Linked DNA regions of Mus musculus: all the other regions are linked to region 1. A link is a contact called in public Hi-C and promoter capture Hi-C data. All regions are on one chromosome and are shown on one strand. The core of a region is the stretch at or near the end of the contact, and the rest is flanking DNA. Distances in the headings are between cores, read along the strand shown.

Evidence for each region. Promoter capture Hi-C pulls out the DNA fragments that hold promoters and counts their contacts. Hi-C and Micro-C count contacts between places; a contact is called where the count stands out from the background. Capture Hi-C pulls out chosen DNA fragments and counts their contacts.
Region 2: a promoter capture Hi-C map of pre-B cells shows a contact between it and region 1, with 4 times the contacts expected there. The contact joins the promoter of Ccnl2 here to the promoter of Pank4 in region 1. A contact is called at or near these places in 3 of 39 promoter capture datasets (the C10 cell line, liver and pre-B cells) and 1 of 484 Hi-C or Micro-C datasets (B cells).
Region 3: a contact with region 1 is called in a promoter capture Hi-C map of adipose tissue. The contact joins the promoter of Ssu72 here to the promoter of Pank4 in region 1. A contact is called at or near these places in 1 of 39 promoter capture datasets (pre-B cells), 1 of 484 Hi-C or Micro-C datasets (B cells), 2 of 115 datasets of contacts at active chromatin or transcription factors (memory CD8 T cells and pro-B cells) and 1 of 9 other capture datasets (adipose tissue).
Region 4: a contact with region 1 is called in a Hi-C map of B cells, with 5 read pairs. The contact joins the promoter of Nadk here to the promoter of Pank4 in region 1.

Annotation. Positions count from the first base shown.
Region 1 is chr4:154,962,430-154,965,747 of GRCm38.p6, reverse strand. Pank4 (pantothenate kinase 4) reads right to left here and starts at 1,625. Exons shown (of 20, transcript NM_001305804.1): 1 at 1,479-1,625. The coding sequence starts at 1,602. Gm42363 (a long non-coding RNA gene) reads right to left here and starts at 1,471. Exons shown (of 2, transcript XR_881640.3): 1 at 1,279-1,471; 2 at 435-722.
Region 2 is chr4:155,810,804-155,814,121 of GRCm38.p6, reverse strand. It overlaps Ccnl2 (cyclin L2), which reads right to left and starts at 1,633. Exons shown (of 11, transcript NM_207678.1): 1 at 1,313-1,633; 2 at 880-954; 3 at 554-663. The coding sequence starts at 1,594.
Region 3 is chr4:155,703,221-155,706,538 of GRCm38.p6, reverse strand. It overlaps Ssu72 (Ssu72 RNA polymerase II CTD phosphatase homolog (yeast)), which reads right to left and starts at 1,724. Exons shown (of 5, transcript NM_026899.3): 1 at 1,078-1,724. The coding sequence starts at 1,157.
Region 4 is chr4:155,562,123-155,565,440 of GRCm38.p6, reverse strand. Nadk (NAD kinase) reads right to left here and starts at 1,626. Exons shown (of 12, transcript NM_001159637.1): 1 at 1,462-1,626.

The DNA of each region.
Region 1 (3,318 bases), core at 376-2,875:
CTGGTCTGGCCTCAGGCCTTCAGCTCGAAGGCACCTCTCTACTACAGCTCATGCTTTATTGGCTGTTGGTTAGATGGTCTCTAGGTACCAAATAGATTATCTGAGGTGAACCCTATTTTCTTAACTGCCTGATGATGTTTGAATTCATTTTCACCTGCTTTCCAGACACAGTTATTTAATTTTGCCTCCTTCCTAATGAATAAGTATAAGACCACAGGGCAAAGCATAAAACCCAGCCCTGGAGTGAAGGTTTCAGGATCCTGGAACAGCTGCCTTGGGGCCTTTGGAGAGGTCAGGTTGTGGACAGTCCCCTCTGCTGGGGCTGCAAGCTCATCACTTCTAAACTAATATACAGCCAGTCACCGAGTTATCTCAGGTGCTAGTAGAATCTTGGCCCACTCCACCACCCTCCTGAGCCCTTGATAAAGCTGGAACACAGGACAAGCCAGCAGGCCATCTTTACTTTCTCTTCCATTCCTCATTCCTCCCAAGGAAGAACACGTCAGAGAGACAACCCAAAAGCAAGAGGGTGGGGGACTTATTCAATATTCCAGAAGTAACGAGATTCTTCACAGTCTCTTAACAACCTAGGCTTTCCAAGGAGGCTAAGAGCCAGCAGCACACCCATTGATTCACGGAGATAAGTCCAAGACTGCGGATGCTGCCCGGCTGTGTGGGGCCTCACTGACAATGCTGGCATCAAGAGATACGCGGGGAAACGCCTGCAAGCAATTGGGTACAAAGCTCCTCAATAACAGGATGCAGAGCAGAGAGCTTGGGGGACAGGGGTAGGGGTGGGGGAGGGGGAGGGGGAGCGTTGGCCGGCTCCCATCCTGGATCTACGAATAGAGAGACCACGGAGAAAGCTAGCCTTCTTCTGTGCCTTGGTCTCCGCATCTGCACACCAGGGCGATGAAAGAACCTCCCCCGAGGACTTGTTAGTGGGCATGAGGCTGCCCAACGCGCGAAGGGGATCTAAGGTGGGCCTGTAGCGGGTCGGCAGGAAGGTGAACTCCTAGGCGCGCAGGAGGCGGCGGCCGTAGCCACGGTCCACGCTGCAGCGCTCGACAAGTGTCCAGGCCCAACGTCTCCACAGCTCACTGGGAAGCCGGAACTCCGGCGGAGTGCGCCGCGGGGCCATGGCCAGCCTCATCCCGGGGGACTCTGAGCAGATGAGGACCCCCGAGGCCACCCGCCCCGCCCGTCCCTCCACTGAGCCACCGGCGCTGCGCGGACTACGAGGCCCGACGTGCCCCGCTCCAACCGCGCAGCGCCTACCGGGAGCTGGAGTCCCACAGCCCGCTCGGTCCCGCACCTTGACGCCGCGCACACTATGAGTCCCGAGAGGCTGTGCGGCGACCCGTGAGGCTGTGCGCATGGCCCGCGCCCCCGCCCTTCGTCCTTCCCGCCGCCCCCGCTGGCTGGCCGCCCGCGCCCACTGCTCCGGCCACTTTCTTGAGTACCCGGTCCGTGTCTACCTATATCAATGGCGAAGCGCTTGGCGTTCTCCAGGTTGCGGAAGATCTCGTCGGGGGGCAGCGTGATGCTCTTGTCCAGACTGTCCCCGCCGCTCCCGCCGCCACTCGCTCCACGCTCCGCCATTTTGAAAGTGCCCGGCCAGCCTCATCAGCCATGGAAATATATGCGCATATAATTGACTGCTAAACGACCGCGTGCATAAATTATGCTAATGAGTCTCCGCCCCCCGTCCGCCTGTGCTGGAGGCCAGGCCACCCGACCGTCCTAGACAAGCAAGTGTCCCAGAGGCCAGGACTGGGAAGGGAGGGCCGTTATTTTCCAAACTACCAATATGAAGCTTTTGGAATATTGTTCTTTCGCTGAGCTGGCTAGATGCTAACTTGGGTTGATTTTGGCGATCGTGCTTTCATATCTCCTTGCTGTGAGGCTGGCCCTGCAAGCTGCTGTAATTTCTGCTAGGGTGACCCACCATCCTGGTTTCCCAAAGAAGTGGGACCTTCAATTCTAAAACTCCCATGTTAATTGGAGTAGTTTTAAAGACCCTACATTCGAGAAATGCCCAGCCAGGGGGAAGGGATATGAATAGGGTCGTGCGTCTGCAGCTGGGGAAGATCGGCAGTTTAACAGCAATCTTTGCAAAGTATAGGAGGGAAAGGGAGAGGGCGCATGGAAGAGGGGACCGGGCTTCAAAGTGGAGGTGATCTGGAGTTCCTGTTGATTTAAGTCCCTTGAGAGAGAGCACTGTGTCCTCCAAGAGGGCCATCGTGTAACTTAATACCTCGCTCTCTGCAAGGTTCTGTCTGCAGGCAGTTGCTCACTGACTTGCCAGGCTCCTGGAGCACAGGACTGAGGCAGTGCGCAGGCTCAGCTGCCATATATCTATCTACATTGATTCCGAGAGGAGGCAACCTTGTATGTGCCTGCCAACAGAGTGGGTGTACTCTGAATGGGAGAGCCTGCTCCAGAGTGGCAGGGCTCCTGAGAGTGAGGTGACCCAGCAACTTCAGTCCCTGTAAGTGGAGTATGCCCGGCCTGTGTGTAGGACACTCCACAAGGGCACTGGCCTCCTCCCCATCTGTAGAAGTTCTGCTGCTCCTGTGGTAAGCTAAATGAGTGCAGATGAGGTTCTCTGTCCTTGCTTACTATACGTGGGTCACAGAAGGGTCCTCAGGTGGTCCCTGGCAGAGTGGATAGGAATAAGAGGGGGGTGGTGGCTAATGAACTTCTAGATGGGAAAGATCCAAGTCGGGATGGGAGCCACATCTATGACTTTGTCCTTCAGAAGACATGTAGACACACCTTCCCACTTCTTGCTCCATGGGTTTTGCCTTTGGAGAGCCCTGTGAACTTGACTAACCTATAGCCTGCCTTAAAGCGGACACCCTGTCTTAGACAATAGCCCATACCTACCAGGCTCATAGTTTGAATGGAATGGGTCAGTCCTGGCCCTGGTCGCTCTGTGGAAGGGAGGGCATTTATGAATCGCCTAAGCAGGTGAACTAAGGGGAAGCGGGAGCTAGAACAGATACTTTCTCAGGTTCGGCACAGCCGAGCCTCTTGCTGCAGCAAGAGGTCCACTGAGGCCCTCAGCTTCCTCTCAGTGGACAAAGCAGAGAGTCTACAGTTGTTAGGATCTCTTCCCCTACCCTGACCTGGGAGCTAGCAGAAACCCCCAGCGGCCACCCAGGTCTTGTTCACCATGAGAGCAACAACAGCTCTGTATGCCCCTCTCCTCTCCACCTCCTGCCCTCCCTTTTTCCTCTATGGCAGAGGACCACCAGCAAGCACTCCTCCTGATCCCGGTTTCACTGTGAACATGGTAGATCCCACTGTTCCACC
Region 2 (3,318 bases), core at 384-2,883, 850 kb before region 1:
TATGGAGGTCAGAGGACAACTTGCTGGAGTCAATTCTCCTCCTACCATGTTGATCCCAAAACTAAATACAGGTTGTCAGGCTTGGTGACAAATGTGGTTCACACACGTAAGGAAGATTTAGATGGGATTGCTAAGAGGTTAAGACTGCTACACAGCTAGACCAGATATCAAAAAAGACAGCTGTCTAGGGGTATTTCTGTTACAAATGGTTTCTGGCAAGGAAAGGCCAGGAATATTGATCGACATATTACAATGACACTAGAACAAAGAATGGCCAGTTCAGACACTAACAGCGCTGAGGGTGAGAACCAGGGACCTGGTGCTCAGAGGTTCTCAGCAGAACCATGGAACAAACAGGACAATAGGGTGGTGAGCTGATGTGGTCATACAGGAATTGTTTCAGCAGGGCTAGGACAGCCAGCTATCCTGGTTATTGTACCCCCCTACCAACTGCCCCAAGACAGCATCTAGGGCACATGCGAACAATCTACTGTAAATTCACAGGTTGGTATTAACAATGACAGACATTAGGACAGCTCTGCAAAGGACTCACTTTTTCTCTCTCAGATGCCGAAGGCGATGGAATACATTGATGACATCCCTGATTCGTCTCGGAGCCTCTTCTATTTTGGAAGCCAGGTGAACACAAGCCATGGACACATGCTGAAATGTACATTGTGACACGGGTGTTTTTCCCCCCAACTTGAGAACCTTCCAAGGCATTAAAACTATTAGAAACAACCAGAAGATACAGAGACAGACAGGCCTCTAGGGAAAGAGCTGTGTAGACTTTGCAGGACAGAATTCAGCTAAGCACTGGGCAGAACAGGCCAGGTTTCATCCCAATTCATTTCTCCGAGAAAACAGAAAGAAGCCTACCTCCATGGAATGTTTCACGAAGGACTTAGTGTAAAAGAACCGCTGGAACAGCACCTGCCCTGTAGCCATGGCCACCTAGGGACAGAGAGGGTTCCATCACGTTTGAATGCAGGACTCACGCTTGTCCCGGCTACAATGTCTTGTGTGATTTCCCCCCAGGACAAATAGCCACGACAGTTTCCATTTCCCCCAAAGGGTTTGGGTCTCGCGAGGCTTTCTTGGGGGTAAAAGGGCTTCGGCTCCGGCGGAGGGGGAAGGGGAAGGGGAAGGGATGGCGGGTGCGGGTTATTTCAAGGCTGCGGAGCGCACAGGCTCGGACCTCGTCGCCTGGGTCCGGTGAGCTCCGGGCCGGGGGCCGGGACGACAACAAAGGCCCGGCCCTCGGCCCTCGGCCGGCGAACGGCCCCTGCAGAGCTCGCGGCCCGGCCCTTACCTGCGGCAGGCGGAGCAGGATGCCGGCTGCCTGGATGAGCTCGCAGCCCACGACGCGGAGTCCCGTCTCCGTATCGACGTCGAGGCCGCTCGACATGGACGGCGTGAAGCGGAGCTTGTCGTCGGGCAGCAGGCAGTTTTCCAAGGTGATGAGCACGCCCGAGTAGAGCCTGTCGCCGATCAGCACCCCCTGAGACCCCGGGGCCGCTCCCGCCGAGCCGGAAGAGCAGGCCGCCGACGCCGGAGCCATCAACCCCGCAGCCCCGGCCGCCGCCGCCGCCATTTTGTGCCGCCGACTCTTCTCGGGCCCTTCCCGTCAGGGCGGCTGCTCGAGACGATCGTGGCCGCCCCGCCCCGCCCCCTCCCATTGGCTGAACGTCACCGCTGTCTCGACGCCGTTGGCCGTACGACCAGTCCGTCAGTGTCGCGTCAGGCACCGACGCCGGAAGCACCCACGGGTGGGGCTGCTCGTTACCCACTTGGCTCCGCGGCCTGGCCCGAACCGGAACTCCTGCCTGGCAAAAGGGGTTCTAGAAGGGCGCCTTTCTTTGGGGGTTGGGACAGAACAACTTTTCTCCCACAGTCCCACGTGCACGACGTTACACCGCGACTTAGTTCGGAGTCTTTAGTTCTCAGCCCTCCCTTCCGTCCTCGGGCTCTGGAACAGCTGTGGGGTGGATCTGCCAGCATTAAAAGGGCAGATGTGCCTTTAATCCCAGCACTTAGGCAGGCGGATCTGTGTGGGTTCAAGGTCAGCCTTCTCTCTACAGCTAGAGTTCCAGGACAGCCATGGCTGAGAAACTTTGTCGCAAAAATAAATAAAATACTAAACAAAAAAGTGCAGATGAAGGGTCTGGAGAGATGGCTCAGCAGTTCAGAGAACTGACTGCTCTTGCAGAGGTCCTGAGTTCCAGCTACGACATCATGGCTTGCAGCCATCTATCTGTGATTGAATCTGATATCCTCTTCTCTCATTCAGGCACAAATGCAAACAGAGCACTCATATACACAATCTTTTCTTAAAGGGGACCCCCAATAATCTACTGCAGCAAATACAGGCCAAAAAAATGGCTTGGGGACCTTGAAGATCAAGGTGAAACGGCTTGTAGTAGACCCTACAGACAATATTAATATTCCTGACTCCAGTCCTGGCCTGCTTAGTTTCACCCAAAACAGTGCTGCTGCCACTACACAATAGATGTTTCCTGTCACTGCTCAGTTATCTCAAGCTTTTGATAAGATTTCAGCCAGGTTCGGTGAAACGGAAAATTGGGAGGACATGGGAGTTTAAGGAGATCCCTGTATAACTCTGATTCAGGTATGGTGAACAGCCAACAAGGTTGCCAAAAGTCAGTATTCCATAGTCCAGCTGTAGTGGGGTGATTGGATTCCACTCCTAAGCAGACCCCACAAAGATCTCATCAGTCCTCTCACTGTAATGGCCACGCTGCTACTGTCTGTCCGTCTGTCCCACCCCTAGGCTGCAGCTCTAAAGTAGGCACAATTGTCATTGCCTGGTCTGCCCATTCCCTAAGCTGAAACTGAACCAAGAATTAGAAAAGACTGTTGGCTCTAGTCACTCAACCCAGACTCTGGTTCTAGAGATGACTATTACATCCATCAGGAAGAGAAACCTATATTGGAGAGGGATGCTTGGTTACAACTCAACAGTGATTTGCAGTATCTTGTCTTTTTTGTGTGAAGTAGAAAACAAAGCTCAGTGATGGGGCCACATGGATGTGTATCTTCTCCAATATCAATAGCAAGTGGCTAATGAGTAATATATGTGCAACATTCTGGCAAAGTGTTAAGCATATTGTATGCAAGACACCAACCTAGTACAGTGACGTTTAGGCTGATGAAAAAGTCAAAAAAGCCTTGTAGGAATCCTCAGGAAAGAGAAGCCAAACTTAAGCTTGCCTGCAGTGGTGAGAGGACAGATCTTTAGGGACTGGGAACATTACGGAGTTGTAAGCTTCTGTAGTATGTGTGAAGCCTTGTGTTTAG
Region 3 (3,318 bases), core at 475-2,974, 740 kb before region 1:
AGGTTGAGAACTACTGGTCTATGTACTAAGCATTACAAAGAATGAAACTTTAGAATTTGAGATAATAGGCAACTAACACTCTGGGTGACTAAGAAAACACAAGACAGTGCTTGGTATGGTGGCAAACTCCTATTAGTAATAACAACACAAGGGAGGCAGGTGAAAAGTGAGTTCAAAACCAGCAGCACACCTCTAATTGCAGTAGCTGCGAGACAGAGGCAGGCAATTCTCTGAGTCTGAGACCGACCAGGTATACAGAGTGAGTTCCAGGACAGCCAGAACTACACAGAGACCCTGTTTTGAGGGTTAAAAAAAAAACAAAAAAAACCCGAAATTGCCAAAAAATAATATTTAAAAAAGTTTTAAAAGTTCACAAACAGTTAACTCTGGGGGAAAAAAGACATTTCTACTGCACTAAGTTGAAATGTACAAACCCCCATTTTAACTGTAATACAATGCATCAGTTTCTCATTTTGTCAAGAGATTTTTTTTTTTAAGATAAAATACTATCAAAGATGAATGCCCTACTAGAAACTGGTGAATTCGTGAAGAAATATGAGGAGGTCCCACTGAACCAAATGAATTCGTGTGCTCCAGAAATTACTGACTAAAGTTATGGGGCTGAGAGGGGTGGTGGCTGGTGCATGAGACTTGCAAACGAAGACAGCAATAAACAGTCCCTGACGTTAACACCTCAGATCACTGTTGTTGCTTCCAGACTCGTTCCATCTTGATGTGACGTGTGGAGAGCTTTCCAAGGTGGCCGGACGACACATATACGGGAAAGATAAACACCAGGCACCCTTCGCAGCACGGAAAGACCTTGGCCTACCCCGTGATACTGCCCGGTCGTCCAGCACCCAGAGGGCCCCAGCTGTCGTGTGGCCACCTCTAGGGTTTACGGGGATGCCTACACTACCGAGGGTGTCGCGCGCACGGACCCCACTGAGGGCTCGCTGAGCGTGGAAGCCGGGCGTGGCCCGACCTCCGCGGCCCAGTCAGTACAGGGTCGGGGTCTGGACAAGAATCTGTGGGAAAGAGGAGGGAGGGGCGGAGGGCAGGTGGAGCTTGCACTACCTGAGGATGTTGTGTGCTTCCATGCTCCGATTCTGGTTACTCGAGCACACCACCGCCACCCGCAGCGGCGATGACGGCATGGCACCGACCGAACTACCCACTGCTCTCGCTACGGAGCTCCCACCTAGAAGCCGGCTTCCGCGCGAGGAAGATGGCGGTAACCGGAAATCTGCGACACGGAAGTGAACGCAACGCAACGCAACGCAACGCGTGGGGAGGCCGACGGTGCTCTCCTGGGCTCGTACTGCAGCCGGCGCGGGAGGGCGACCGGCCGACGCCGAATCAGCCTGAGAGCAGCCGAGGCCGGCGGTCGTGGACCACCTTCGCCGGCGCGTGACGTCACAGGACCTGCGCCGGCAACTGGAGCGGTGTGAGCCGCGCCTGCGTCCTAATGTACCGTCGCCTCGGATGACGCGCTAGGCGCGGCGCTTGCGCAATACTGAAAACTTCAGTGGGACGGGCGTTGGGGCGGGTCCGGGGAGTCTCAAGTCCTTTCCGCGGCTTCTCTTGGTGTGGTTGGGACGTTTTTCATTCCGGTTTCCTCCAGGTGGTCACTCTGCCAATTTCATAGATGCACTGGGCTCCAGCACTTGGTTTGTGCCCTATCTCTATCACGAGTACCTTCCTCAGAGTCACTGGACTTCTAGAAGCACGTCACTTCCTCTGTGAGCCCGTTGCAGCTTAACATGTAAACGATATGAAAAATATGGGTGAGGTAGCGGGCTCTTCAAGTTCGGCCAATCGGAAAACTGGCAGGAAAAATCGCTTCTCTGTTGGAAGCCAGTTTAGGTTGCCTATTGAGAGCTCGATCTCAAGTGAGAGGGGGAGAGAGAAATAGAGTTGCTGCTGGGCGTGGTGCCTCACACTTTTCTTTAATCCTAGAACTCGGTAATCAGGTCGACTTACAGCCGGCCTACCTGCCTGGTGACCTGTCCCCTCTAGCTCGAATGGAATGGTCAAGAAGTGAAGGGGATTAGATAAGTTGTTTGGAGATTCTGAGAACTCCTTTAAAGTTGGAGCAGTATGAGATTGTCAGGGACAAGAAGGTAGATAATGTGTAGTAAGTATAACAAAAGCTGTGTTTTGCCGGGCGGTGGTGGCGCACGCCTTTAATCCCAGCACTTGGGAGGCAGAGACAGGCAAATTTCTGAGTTCGAGGACAGCCTGGTCTACAGAGTGAGTTCCAGGACAGCCAGGGCTACACAGAGAAACCCTGTCTCAAAAAAAAAGCCGTAGATTCAGTAATCTACCCTTTATTCCTATTATTCCTGTATCTTCCTCTTTTCTTTTTCATCCCTTCTCCCTCCTTTATAAAAGTATATTTTATTCGCTTATAGTAATTGTCTCAAAGACTACCTCTACCTGTTTGCCTAGGCCTAGAATCTTCTAGCCTCCATGCAACCTTTTTTTCTTTTAAAGTTTATTTATATATATGAGTACACTATGGCTGTCTTCAGTCACACCAGAAGACGGCATGGGATTCCATTACAGATGATCGTGAGTCACCATTTGGTTGCTGGGAATTAAACTCAGGACCTTTGGGAAAGCAGTCCGTGCTCTTAACTACTGAGCCATCTCTCCAGTCCTATTTTGAAACTAAATTTCCCACTATGAACCTCCTCATTGCTATTGAAGTCTGCCATCATTGTTCCTTGTGTTAATGAGGAGGAGAGTATTGAGAACCTGTTGCGAGTAAGCCCACAGAGACCATCACGTGGACACTCTGAAAGCCAAAAGGAAAGTCTTTATTTTTGCCTGCTAGCTGCACAGAGAACTTGCCCAAATCATGTAACCTTGAGCCTTGCAGCTCTTTGACTTTATGTACAAAGACCATCTTGATTGGCATGCTTCAGTTAGCGAGAAGCAGAACTGTGGAAGTCAAAAAGCAAGATTAGAACATTGAGGAAGTTTTTACTTGGGGACTTATGGACTATGTTTCTATTTAGTCAGGTGTTGAGGCCTATGTGCTGGGCTTTTTCTTTGTTTGGTTTGTTTTGAAGATTTATTTTGTGTGAGAACACTAGCTGTTGAGGCCTATGTGCTGGGTGGTTTTGTTTCTTTAAAGATTTATTTATTTTATGTGAGTACACTGTTGCTCTCTTCACACACACCAGAAGAGGGCATCAGATCCCATTAAAGATGGTTGTGAAATATGGTTGTTGGGAATTGAACTCAGGAGCTCTGGAAGAACAGTCAGTGCTATTTATTTATTTCATGTATATGAGTATACCAATGCTCTCT
Region 4 (3,318 bases), core at 377-2,876, 600 kb before region 1:
CATACATAAAGTTATGTCTAAAAACAAAGGAAGGATCAGAGACATGGCTCAGTAGACAAAGGCACTTACTGCCAAGCCTGATGTCTTGGGTTTGATCCATGGAGCCCATGGAGCAGGAGGAGAAAACCAACACTTGGAAGCTCTTCCTTCCATTCATGAGCAGTAGAGTAGCAAGTGTCCACTCCCATTAAAAAAAAAAGGAAAAAACCACCACTTGCTTCTCTCCATCTCCAAGTGATGCCTAGAGAGCTAAACTATTCATTTAAGTACTGCTGTTTTATCTGTTAGCCACTTCTACCCAAAAGGAGGGGTGGGGGATGGATTGTGGCTCAGTGGGACAGCACTTGTGTGAGGATCTGGGCTGGACCTGTAGCACTTCAAACAAGATGAAAAAGAAAAAAAATGAATAAAACTGCATCGTTTTTAATAAATAAATCTACAAAGAAGAAAATGCAGAAGCATTCTGAGATGCCACCTCCAAATGAAGAAGCTACCTGGTCATACTGTATATTGGCACCCGTGGCTGTCCCAGAGCCCAAGATGGGCAGTGTAAGTCACAGTGAAGTCACTGCTGAGGACAAATACGTTCAGAGGGAAGGTGCCGTGCTTTTAATTACCAAGGCGAGGATGCCAGCTTTCCGGCCCGTGGAAACTGACAGTGATACATGAAACCAATGAATATAAGTTTGAATAACACTCTTCTCAAGAGGCAAGCCAAACGAATAAGTTTTGAACCAAAACAGAGAGTTTCCCAAACAAGAAAGGAAAAACAAGTCGCTATTCAGAATCAATGCCAGGAGAAAGCCCATTGCTTGGGAGAGCTGGAAAGAGACGCCGGATCTTGGCCAAGCAAAGGCAGATCCTGGGACTGCGCTGGGCACGCCCTGTTCCCATAACGAAGAAACCTGCCAGAGGCCAAGACAAGCGGCCTGTGAGTGTGACATCCTGAGAGGCAGCAGCCTCTAGGAACATCTCCATGGACTCTTCAGGACTTTGGAAGCTCCTGGCAAGTACTGGATACCAAGTTTACGATGGGGTTTTGGAGAGTTTCACACCTCGATTGCTTACAAAACGCTCGTCTGACTACTTTGCCCACATGCCAAGGTCTCTGGCGCTTGCTAAGGCCCCACTGGAAGACCAATGGAGCCGATTCGGCTGCGGTGCTGCGCGCTGAACTGGCTTAGAACAGAACGGCGGCCTACATGGCTTCTCCCGGGACCCGAACCTCTGACTCGTCCCCCTAAACCCAAGGCCGGACCAGATCTTCAGACCTGTCCCTTAGGCTCCTTCCCCGAGACCACGCGTCATCCTGGCTGCAACCCACGTTCGGACGCAGGGAGGCGCGTCAGAGCCACCAGCGCCCGGCCTCGGGCAGGTGGGCAGGGCCGGCGCCGTGACCCTGTCTTCACGGGTCCCGGCCAGTGACGCCGGGCAGAGGGCGACCCCAGGCCCCGCACTCACCGTCGGCTGCCGCGCGCCCGCGTGGACGTCTACATGCTGGGCCGAGCAGGCGGTCCCTGCTGCCCTACTGCTACCTGGCTCTCAGCGACCCAGCCGCCCGCCACCCCATGGCCGCTCGGTCCAGAGACCGGCACCACCAAGCCCCGCTGCGCCGCGGCTGTCAGTGCGCAAGCGCAGCCCGCACGCATGCGCTGCAGGGCACGTGGGGAGAGCGGCGCAGCCGCACCTACACAGGCGTGCACGCAAACTTCGGGTTTTTCAAAACCCTTTGTAGGCCAAGGATCAGAGGCTGGGGGGTGGGGTGGGGGGTGGGAGACGTGAAGAGGGAGGGGCGAGGCAAAGGGGAGGCGGGGCCGAGAGGAAGTGGGCGGGACACAGGAGTAGGAGGCGGGGCAAAGGAACTGAAACAGGGCATAGCGGAATGGGATGGGGACAAGGAGCGGAAGACAGCACGGGGGGGTGGGGCCAAGGTTGGAGAAAGGGGAGGGGCAGACGGGTAGGAGAAGGGGCAGGCAGAGTGGGAGGGACAGGTCGCAAGAGGGCAGAGCTGGAAAGGGACGGAACTAAGGAGACTAAGCCGGAGGGAAGGGGAAGATCGGGAGAGTGGGCGGGGCCAAAGGGTGGAGGAGTCGGGGCGGAAGGGGAGGCGGGGCAGAGGGTGAGGGAGAAAAAAAAGAAAAAAAGAAAAAAAAAAGAGTAACCGAGGAGGGGCAAAAAGCTCAGTCCCAGCAGCAACAGAGAAAACCACCAGATTCTCTCCCTTTTCTTTCTTTCTTTCTTTCTTTCTTTCTTTCTTTCTTTCTTTCTTTCTTTCTTTCTTTCTTTCTTTCTTTCTTTCTTTCTTTTGCCTCCTTGCCTCGCGGTCTGATCTTTATTCCTGTCCTACGTCACACTCAGTTTGCTTTTTGCTGGCGAGGTCTCCAGGACCATGTGGACAACGCGGGCCAGCTTTGTGGGAAGGTGGGCTTCGTGCCAGGCTCCTGTTCCCACGTTGTTCTTAATGTCCAGCGCATGGACCTGGTATCTTTCAGAAGCAGAACTCGGGTGACAGCGCTCATATGGCTCTCAGGCCCACCAGCAGTGACCTGACACCCTTTGGCAACTGGCAAGGACTTGAGCCTGAAAGTAACAAACCTGACAGCTGGTTGATACAATGGTTCACTACTTTAATCCCAGAGATGAGAGCTCCGGATTTCTAGGAATTCGAGGCCAGCCAGGGGTACCATAGTTAGAGACCCTATCTCAAAAAGAAAAACAAAGTCTTGATAGTTGAGAAGCGACTGTGTAAATAGCGTGCCTCACCCACAGCTGTAAGGAGGGAAAGAGGGAGGCCACCGACTTTGTAGCTGAGCCAGGGATATGCTGAACTGGTGGACATGCTCGTGCATTGATATCCACCAGTGTGCACAGTGCACCAGTAGGTGTTTTCGCAGTCCCGACTCCCAGCACTGTAGTTTTAAGATGTTCACACTATTGCCCTTCCTGTATAGCCCAATCTCCACGCTTCCCCACAGCCCCCCATACCTGCTGCAGTCAGGATGTTCTCTGGTGGGAACTCCTGAGACCTGTGTGCTGTCCTTCCAAAAAGAACACATCAATGCAGTGGGGACGGAAAATAGTGGGTAGGGAGGATGGTGGGAATTTGCGGGGATTTCTTAAATTTTGTAACTTCCTCATGAGTTTTGTAAGCCTAACTTCTTCCCCAGAGTGAACGCCAGCCACACCCACCGAAGGCTGTAACTATGCTGCTATTGTATTATATAACACTTGATTGGTATCTAGTGGTAAATGGCAGGCACATGGCCAGCAGACCTGGAGAGACATCCAGAGTGGGAGCAGTCATATTCTTCTGCAAAG